2 separate regions of the Sus scrofa genome follow, and region 2 is linked to region 1. The links are chromatin contacts, called in public Hi-C maps. All regions are on one chromosome and are shown on one strand. Each heading gives the region's core, a stretch centred on a gene start, on an enhancer-like site or on the middle of the called end of the contact. The rest is flanking DNA. Distances are from core to core; before and after follow the strand shown. Region 1 holds the start of ATP5G2 (ATP synthase F(0) complex subunit C2, mitochondrial). Region 2 holds the start of CALCOCO1 (calcium-binding and coiled-coil domain-containing protein 1).

What was found. A called contact is a pair of places that touch in the nucleus more often than the background predicts.
Region 2: a contact with region 1 is called in a Hi-C map of liver, with 6 times the contacts expected there. The contact joins the promoter of CALCOCO1 here to the promoter of ATP5G2 in region 1. A contact is called at or near these places in 4 of 47 Hi-C or Micro-C datasets (epiblast stem cells, heart right ventricle, liver and 1 more).

What each region holds. Positions count from the first base shown.
Region 1 is chr5:18,877,024-18,881,591 of Sscrofa11.1, forward strand. ATP5G2 (ATP synthase F(0) complex subunit C2, mitochondrial) reads right to left here and starts at 2,910. Exons shown (of 5, transcript XM_021091719.1): 1 at 1-2,910.
Region 2 is chr5:18,927,284-18,931,963 of Sscrofa11.1, forward strand. It overlaps CALCOCO1 (calcium-binding and coiled-coil domain-containing protein 1), which reads right to left and starts at 3,119. Exons shown (of 15, transcript XM_005652574.3): 1 at 2,978-3,119; 2 at 638-817; 3 at 204-306. The coding sequence starts at 793. It overlaps LOC106507255 (a long non-coding RNA gene), which reads left to right and starts at 3,325. Exons shown (of 4, transcript XR_002343963.1): 1 at 3,325-3,407.

The DNA of each region.
Region 1 (4,568 bases), core at 1,660-4,159:
AACAGATGTCTTCAACTCTTGTCCGGTCTAGAACCTGATTTCTGCCTCTGTGTAACTCTAACCCAATCTTGCTGCCAGTCTATTGCTTTTGTTTTTTCTTTTTAGCTGCACCTGTGGCACATGGAAGTTCCCAGGCCAGGGATCGAATCTGAGCCACAGCTGCAGCAACACTGGATCCTTAACATGCTGTGTCACATTGGGAACTCCTATTCAGATTTTCTTGGGTCAAAAAACCAAAATTCCTTTAAAGCTTTAAAAAGGGGGGGGTTCCTGTTGTGGCACACTGGGTTAAGGAGCTGGCACTGCTGCAACTGCAGAGTAGGTTGCAGCTGTGGCTCAGATTCAGTCCTTGGCCTGGGAACTTCCATATGTGCAGCCAAAAATAATTAGTTAAAAAAAATAAAGGAGGACTGTTTTTTCCCAAGGCAGCAAAACCTTAATAATCATTTGAAAAACGTAGTTCCTAGGGGAATTAACTGGAATAACATTTGAAAAGAGCTTGATGTGGAGCTGAAGGAGGTTGCATGAACCAGAGATCCAGCTACCGACGACCCAACCTTAGCCAAGTCTGCACTTGTTAACCAGTAACACTTTGGGCAAAGGCACTACCCAGATTCAGAGGTCTAAACCACGATGGGTTTCTTCCCCAGTGTCGATCAGACAGGGGGTTACAGGGAAGGTGACTTAATCGTTTCTCGCAATCTTTTTTTCCTCTTGAGGACAGAATCTTGGGACTCTGAGTAAACCCTTGGACAGGAAAGCTGGCAGGTGGATACTATCCCATGCTGGCCCCACCGCACCATTTTGGGCCTGCTGCCTCTAACGGAAAACCTATTAGCCCACGACTCATATGTTTTTCCCATCTTCACCGCGGTGGAAGGACGAGAACAGGACTGGGAGATAACCACTGGTGCCAAAGAAACCAGGCTCTCTGTCCTGCCACAGCTCTCCCGGGACACAGCCTGAAGGGAGGGAATGTCTTGGCTGTTCTATTCCTTTCTACCGTTTCCACAGCTTACGTTTTAAATTGAGGGGTGTTGACTAAAAGGACTGGTGGCTCTAGCCGAGCCACTATTTCCATTGCTCGGCACCTGAGTTCAGGGGACCAAAATCTGGAGGTTACAGGATTAGGAAGGCACGATTGAGGATAAGAAAAAAAGCAAAGATAAGGAGAGTCCGGGCGTTGTGACAGCTCTGAAAGGGCACGAGGGAAAGAAAAGAGGGTTTGAAAAGATGAGCCCGGTCAGGTGAAAGGCGCACTGCGGCTCCGACTTTCGCCAGCTCCGAAGAGGCGCCCTCCCCCCGCCCCAGCCACGAGACGTCCAAGATGGCGCCAGGCCCGCGCGGTTGGAGGTCACCGGCACGCGGAAGGGGCCGTCCCAAGGCGCGGGGATACCGGCGGCAAGGGAGGGCATGAGGGCCGGGGCGGGAGCATGCAAGGGTAAGGGCCTCAGAGCATCCGCGCAAGGGGGGGAAGCCCACGCGCGTGCGCGGCGCAACGCGGGAACGAGGGCCCAAGGCCTTACCTGCTCCCAGGGCAGAGAAGACAGAGAGGGGCGGGGAGGGGGCGGGGATAGCGAAAGGAAGCCTCGGCGCATGTGCGGCCTGGACTAACGAGTCGCTCCACCAAGGATAGAGTGATAGCAACGTTGAGGGTCGGCCCAGGTGCCACAGCGCCGCCTGCCAGCTCTGTTGAGGCATCCGGCCAACCACTCCACCTGGCGTTTGAAAGGAGAAACTGCATGCGGAGACCAGCGAGTGCAGAAATGAGGGCAGCTGTAAGCGGATCCGCAACGTGGCCTGCGGTTTGTTCTGCACGGCGTTAGGGATCTTGGACTGGCTTCCCCTTTCTGAGCATGCGCAGTTACATTGCAAAAAACCAACCCCCCCAAAAAAAACCTACCCAGAATGTCAGTATTAAATAGCACACAATGGAGACCGAGGTTCAGTGTCTAAAATGTGGCAGGAAGAAAATAAAGTCACAGGATTCCTGCCTTCGGTCGTTGGGACCCTGGCTTTATGGATGGAAAACCCGTTCAAGGGGCAAGGAGTCCACAAAATGTTCCAGCTGCTTCTAGTGGCTTCGCCTTTATTTCCCTCTTTCTTTTTTCAGTGATCAGCTATTAGAAAGCCAGCATCTGCGAACCAGAAAATAGGGGCTAAAGGTGATTAGGACTCAAGCGCCCTGATCTTAAACCTTCTTTCCTGAGTCCTGCAACAGTCAAAGAGTAACGGGCACCAGTGACCTGCAGTGAGATTGCAAGGGTCACCCCAGGCATGGCTGTGCCTCTGCCCAGGCTTCATCTACGCGAGATGAGATAAGCAGTGCCCCCAGGAGGTGCTCTCAAGAAAGCCTTTCGGCTTCTCCCTCGTGCCCTTTCGCTTGTCCTTTCCCCGATGGTAGGAAGTATGGGCTTCCCGGCCCTCACCTCTTCTGGGTTTTCCTGTCTCCCCGACAGGGTCTGACCGGCCCCTTTGGGGGGAGATCAGCAAGGCCTACCCATTTCCCCCCATGCCCAACCCCGGCCGTCCAGACATCGTGCTTGAACGCAGCACGAGAAAGACGGGGAAAGCTCACCAAACCCCCATAAAAAATAAAAAATAAAAAGAAAGCCGCGGCTGTAAATAAAGCCAAATCCGCCACCCTCTGAGGGGCCGTTTGTCCTCCCCTCCTTGGCCCCGTCCTTCCCGCCGCCCCCTCCCGGCTCCCGGGCCCCGCGGCGCCCCGGCCCCGAGCTCCTCCATTTAATCGGATTTGGGAGAAGGGGAGGATAAATCACGGCAGCAGCTTTACGGTCCCGGAGGAGAGGCGAGCCGCAGCCAGGCACACCCCGGCCGGCGATAAAAACCGCCGCTGAAAGCCCACGGAGCAATTTCCCGGGACCCCGAGCGACGCCATTACAGGAATGTAATTTTGCCCGGATGAGGCCCCGAGTTTAATTATCCTCGCGGAGGAATTTCAATGCGGCCAATCCATCTTGCAGGCGGGCGGCAGAGGGATTTATATGGGCCCGTTATTTCACACCGATCCTCCATCTGCATTTTTATGGCCCTGAGCTCCTGAAAGGGAGGGGAAGGAGTGGAGAGAAATCGGAGAAGCGGGCGAGGAGAGGAGGGTGGGCGATTTCCCGCCTTTCCCAAATCCACGATCCCAGCTCGATGAGGATTCTCACAGGTTCCCCCGAAATGCCCAGATCGCCCTTCAGTTCTAGGTGTTCACTTGGGGTGGGGATGGAGGCGGGGGGAGGTGAGGAATGGAGCTGGGATCCTTACGAAAATAGCAACAGGTATTTACCAAGTACCAAGAGGTGCCAGGCTACAGTGTAAGATGCTTAGAGGAGAAAAGAAAGACAGGTAGGCAAGGATATCCTCTGAAGTCCCCAGACACCCCCACCGCGCCACGCAACCTCGGAGACAAAAAGTCTACAGTTCTTGAGACTCCACGACTAACCGGTTGGTGCAGCTGTTTGTTGAGACAATGTAGATCCTTCTCGGATATCTCTAACTATCCCAAAGTTGGATTGGAGAAGGCACCCTTGAGGGAGCTAAAGCTGGCTCCTTGGATAAGTTGTCATAGTCTGCAATGTTGAATTCTCTATTACCCCCATTCAATGCTGGGCTCTAGATCCACACATTTGGGTTCCCAAATCTGTGTGACCTCAGGCAATGGGTTTAACCCCACTATATCGATTTTCCTTTATGTAACTGGGAATAATAATAGTGCTTACTGGGCAGCAAATAGTAGAATAATATATGTGAAGCCTGGGAGTACCCATTGTGGCTCAGCAGTAAAGAACCTGACTTGTATCCAAGAGGCTGTGGGTTCGATCCCTGGCCTCGCTTAGTAGGTTCAGGATCCCGCATTGCAGTGAGCTTCGGTGTAGGTGGCAGACTGGCTGGGATCATGCATGGCTGTGGCTGTGGCTGTGGCCAGCAGCTGCACTCCCATTTGACCCCTAGTCTGGTAACTTCCTTATGCTGCACGTGCTGCCCTAAAAGGCAAAAAAAAAAAAAGTGAAACTTTTAGCAAGGTGCTTGGAACTCAGTAAGAGCTTAAATAAGTGCTAGTAATAGTAATAATAATGGTTATTTTGGTGTTAGTAGTAGTAGTAATATATTTGGGAGGATTGCAACTCAGTTCTGCTCTGCTCCCTAGAGACTTTATTGCAAGCTCCTTGCAATGGTATCTCCTGAGAGACTCAACTATCACTTACTGAATTTTTTCACCTACATAAATCACACATAAGTTATTTAACAGGTTAGTGGGTGGAGATCTGTGGGGAGGGCTAAGAATCCTGGGGGCTATTGTTATCAGGTCTGAAGCCAGAGGTTAAATCGATAGGGGTGAGACTGCAAAATGTAGTTGAGGTCTGTGCGGAGGGGAGAATTTAAAGATAGCAGAATATGATGATCCAAGAGGACATTATCTAAGGGTCTCTTCTTAACCAAGAGCTTGGGCAAGGGTCTGTTCTTTACTTCACTAATGGAAAACGGCTCCAGGAAGGAAAGGGTGTGGAGCCAGAACTATATTTTCCAATCACTTCCTTTTTTTTCCTACCAGACCATGT
Region 2 (4,680 bases), core at 1,869-4,368, 50 kb after region 1:
ATAAGATGCCACTTTTCTCTCTTCCCCAGCTTCTAATTCCACATTCCGTAGGAGGCGGGATTAGTGGCCCTCAACAGTTCCTTCCCTGCCTGAATCCCTGAATCTGTGAAAATCCCATGATTCTGTATCTGCTGAGCCCACCACTGTCTTCCAAACTTCCACCCCCTTACTCGTCCCTCCCGGTTTTCCACCTTCCCTTGTACCTTGGAACTGGACACTGGTGTGGATGGGGGAACCATCAGTTACACCTTCAGGCACCGAGGACCACACAAACGTGTGGTAATCCCGAACGCAGGCAGCCTCCACCTGTGAAAGCCCACCGTGGGAGAGGGGTATGGTGATGGCACCACCAGCTGTGAGCGGGGAAAAGGGCAGGGGACCGGGGGCGGGGAGGATGGTGTTGCAGTGGCAAGGATGTGAGAGACGGGAAGGTGGAAGGATGGTGCGTCAGGAAAGAGCAAGGCTAAGACGGGGAGAAGATGGGCTTTGCTCACACAGATGGCCTCTGTCATCTGTGACATCTTTCTCCCTTCTTTTCTGCCATCATGAGATTGAGGAGCCAGGAGCCAAATCGTTCCCAAATCACTCCAACCAACCCGTGGCCCCTAAACCTGAGCCAAAAGGGTTCCAGGGATACCTTGAAGATGCCAATCCAGTCGCTGGCACTGGGCACGGTGCCTGGGGGAAGTGTGTAGTGACACTCCACCTTGGTGTTGGGAATGTAGGTCCGGGCTACGTTCAGAAAGCTGACTCCACCCCGGGATGGTGCCCGGCTTAGTGATGATTCTTCCATTCTGCCCTCCAGATGTCTGCCCTCCTATGAAATAACGATTTAATACCCTAAAGTCTCTCTCCTCCACCTCTCTGCCCCCCTCCCAACTCTGTCCCTACTTACCCCCAGCTCCTGCCACAATACCTAGAGGTATAGGTACATCTGGTTTCCAGCCCCTGAGGGTTATAGGACCCTTTAAAGGTATCAATCTTAGTCTTGAGGGCACAGGTCTGGCCTTCTGGGTCAGATTCCATCCTGTCTCCCACTGAAACTTCTCTGATCACAGACCCCCTCCTAGAGGGATCGCTCTAATTTCGAGACTCCCTCTTCACAGGTGCATTGACCAAACCTCAGTCTCTGCCTCCCTTAGTCTTGCCTTTTCCATCTCTTAACAGTCTTGAACGTTCCAAATGCTTCAGCCTCATCTTTTCGTCCCATTTCCCACCCACCCATCTTCTGACACTTGAATTCAAACTCCAAATGAGGTGCAGCGCCCCGGCATCCTGAATGGGTCTCCTTGCCCACTCAAGCTCTACCCGGGAATGATTTATGACACCTGAACTTATCCCTGAAAGGAATGAGTGAGTCTTCAGAGCTGGAATAAGGCTGGGGGAACGAATAGCCCAGTTCCCAAGCCCCTGACCTCTCATTTTTCTGTCTCTCAGTCATCTACCATGGATTAAAAAAAAAAAAAAAAAAAAAGCTTGCACTCTCATCCAAGAGACAAAGCAAAAAGGAGGATATAAGGAAAGACAGGTTTTCAATCATTACTCCAGGAAGTCAAGAATGCTGGAGGCGGCTGCTTCAAGGGTGGAGTGAAACACTCAGCAGGAACGTGGTGCTGTGGGGAGATGGAATGTGGGGGCCTGGAGCCAGGAAAGCCCCACCCCTGGGGCAGGGACAGACTGAAGTAAGGGGCCTTGGGATGGGGAAAGGTACACATGATGTTGAGAGAAGGAAAGAGAGTTCCAAAAGAACCTCACATTCTTCTCTTCAGGTCTTGCCAGGAGCAGGGTTAGAAATCTACTGGTCTGACTCTATGTGAACCCAGCTCTCGTATTTCCCTACCCATTTTCTCTCTGCTCCCCTAAGCCTTAATTCCAAGTGCCTTAATCCTTCCAGCTGCTCAGATTGGTAGTTGGAGGCATGCTATAGGAGGGATTGAGAGGAAGAGATGTTCCAAGCTAGGTGGGGAAAATTCACTGGAAAGAATGGGGGTGGGACGAAGAAGGATAACAATCAAGAGAATCCTCAGGCCAGGCCTGTGAGATGGCCCTTGTCATTTCTCCTCTCTAGCTCACTAATCTTCCTCCTGTGTCAGCCACAGGCACTAGTCATATGCACGCCCCCAAACACCACAAACCCACACTGAGGCTGAAGTCAGGTGGGTAGAGACTTTAAAAGAAGACAAAAACGCCTTAGAGAAGGCAAGATGGGCCAGCTCTACAGAAAGAAGCTACTTCTTCCTCCAAAATAGAGACTGAATTGAGGACAAGAGGTTTCTCTGAATTTTTATCTCTGAAAAATCCTTACTTAAAACCAGCCCATGTTTTTTCTAAATACAATTCTTCTGGCTTTCCAGGAGGGGGTGAATTGTCCTCAAAGATCTAAGCCGGGGGAACCCCATATACTCCCTACAAAAAAAATTCCTAACAGCTGGAAATATCCCCAGGCCTGAAAGAGAGCACTGGGCACCTGAAGTGTGTATGTGTAGCCTGATTCGGTTGTTTGCTTTGCGGGGGGGGGGGGTGTCTCATCCCCCCACGCTGTAGGGCTTCAGAGTTCTTTTAACATTCTACACCTTGTAATGTTTTCCTTCAGGAATTCAGTGGCATAAAGGCCTTTAGATTGAGGTGGGGCGGAGGGTGGCTGGGGGAGAGGGGAACGGGAAGGTTTGTGAGGCCAAGTCTTGCCTGGCTGAGAATAAGCAGACTTCGGCCTCCCTCAACTCCCTTAAGCGTTTCAAGCTTTATAAAGAAGGACTGAGATGGAGGCGAGAACAGTGACTGGGTATCCCCTTGATCACGGCCCCCCTGAGACCAAGAACTCTCAAAACTGTGGGGGTGGTTTCTCCAGTACGGAAAGTGTTAACACCCAAACGCTCCTCCACCCGCCTTTACCGGTTCCCTTAGATGATCCTTTCACAGGCTTGAAAGTGGGGTGGCCCCCCATAAAACCGCCCCCAAATTAGGCCAAGTTTCTTACCCCACAGACGGATCAGCTGTTCCCTCACCTTTCACCAACAACAAAAACAGCACTCCGACTCCAGGAGGGGAGGGAGAAGGGTGGACGCGAGGGCTTCTGGGGTTTGTGGTTCCTCCGAGCCTTTTTGCCGGCGAGCCAGTGCGGATCTAGGACTACATAACCCAGGAGTCTGTGCGCAAGGAGGGCGGAGTAGAGGGCGGCCGCGGGGGAGGCCTCACAGCAGCATCCTGGGAGGCGTAGTTCTCACTTCCGTGACCGTGAACGAGGGTGTGGCCAGCAAAGAACTTCACAGCCCATGATGCCTTAGGAGGGGGGCAGGCTACGTTAGTGGCGACTGCCGGTTGGTACCGTGCGTGGTTGGGGGTGGGGAGGAGTTACGGCTCGAAAGCTGTCTTTAAAATACATTATAGAGTGGGCCGAACGAGTTCAGGTACACACTTTCGCTTACTTTTAACGACAACTTGTGAGGTAGGCGGTTTTGTTATCCACGCCTTTCAGATGGAGACACTAAAGCCCAGAAAGGTTACGGAACCGATCTAAAGTATCAAAGCTATGAGAGGGTAGGATTGCACGACTCCCAGTGCTCTTGCCACTACATCACAACTACCTACCGTCTAGGGGATAGGAAACTGTGGTAGCAGTTTCTTCATTGCTTCATCCTCAGGGGCAGCCCTGCAAAAACTATGTGTTCTGCACCACTGAGGATTTTTTTTTTCTAACTCGAGGGCTTCAGTTCCAGACGCCTGCCAACACTGGACTGGGCTCCCCTCAGCGTCCTCTAGGTCCAGAAGGAGGACCCATTGTCCGAGGTGTTGTTGGTTGGGAGGGCAGAGGTGAAGTGAGGAGAACCACGTTGAAAAGGGAACATGGCATAATGCAGGACAGTTCAGAAACAAGCCACTTACCCGGCTGGTTTGCCCAAGCCTTTTAACTGGCTTAAATTCATTAAGATAATAATACATGTTGTTGCTCCTGTTTTTTGTTTAGAAGAGGTGAAAGATTCACATTCCTCCCACGCACCCTCAAGTCACGAGTCCATTAAAGACCTGGGCATCCTGCACGGGGTCTGAGGCATTCAAAAAATGATCTCTCTCAGTCTCTGTATTAAGGAATTACAGTCTAAGGATTGATTTGCTCTTCTGCTTTAATTTTCTGCTGCATTAAGTTATGGTGCCTCTGCCTTTTCCAAGTTTTGGGGTAGTATTTTGCTTTTATGACAATAGTGTGTCTGGTGCCTGCCCTTGGGTGCCTTTCATATTGAAGATCTCCAAGCACTTAGCAATAAATCATCAGGCTTCACAAACATTAAGGTGACATGTCAGCGTCACTAGTCAGGATTTATGAGTTAGGACAAGCTGCTGGTTGCAGAGATGGCTCAAGGTCCTGGGGTGGGTTAAGAGTGAGGCCTGTTCAGGTGCCCAAGTCTCAGTTGTTCTTGGTTTTTGTCTTCCACCTGGCATAAAGGCTTATAGGAAAACTCAGTCTCAGCTGGAGCTCAAAATAGTAACTTTTGTTTATTGGGTGTTTACAATGTGTTTAAACTATGTTAAGGACTTTTCCATATAATACAATACCCTTATATAGTAGGCCCTTTTATTATTCCCACTTTACATAAGATGAAGATTGAGGCACAGACTATTAAGTGACTTACCTGGGGTCATAGACTTACCACCACTACCTAGCAAGTGGTAGAATCAGGATTG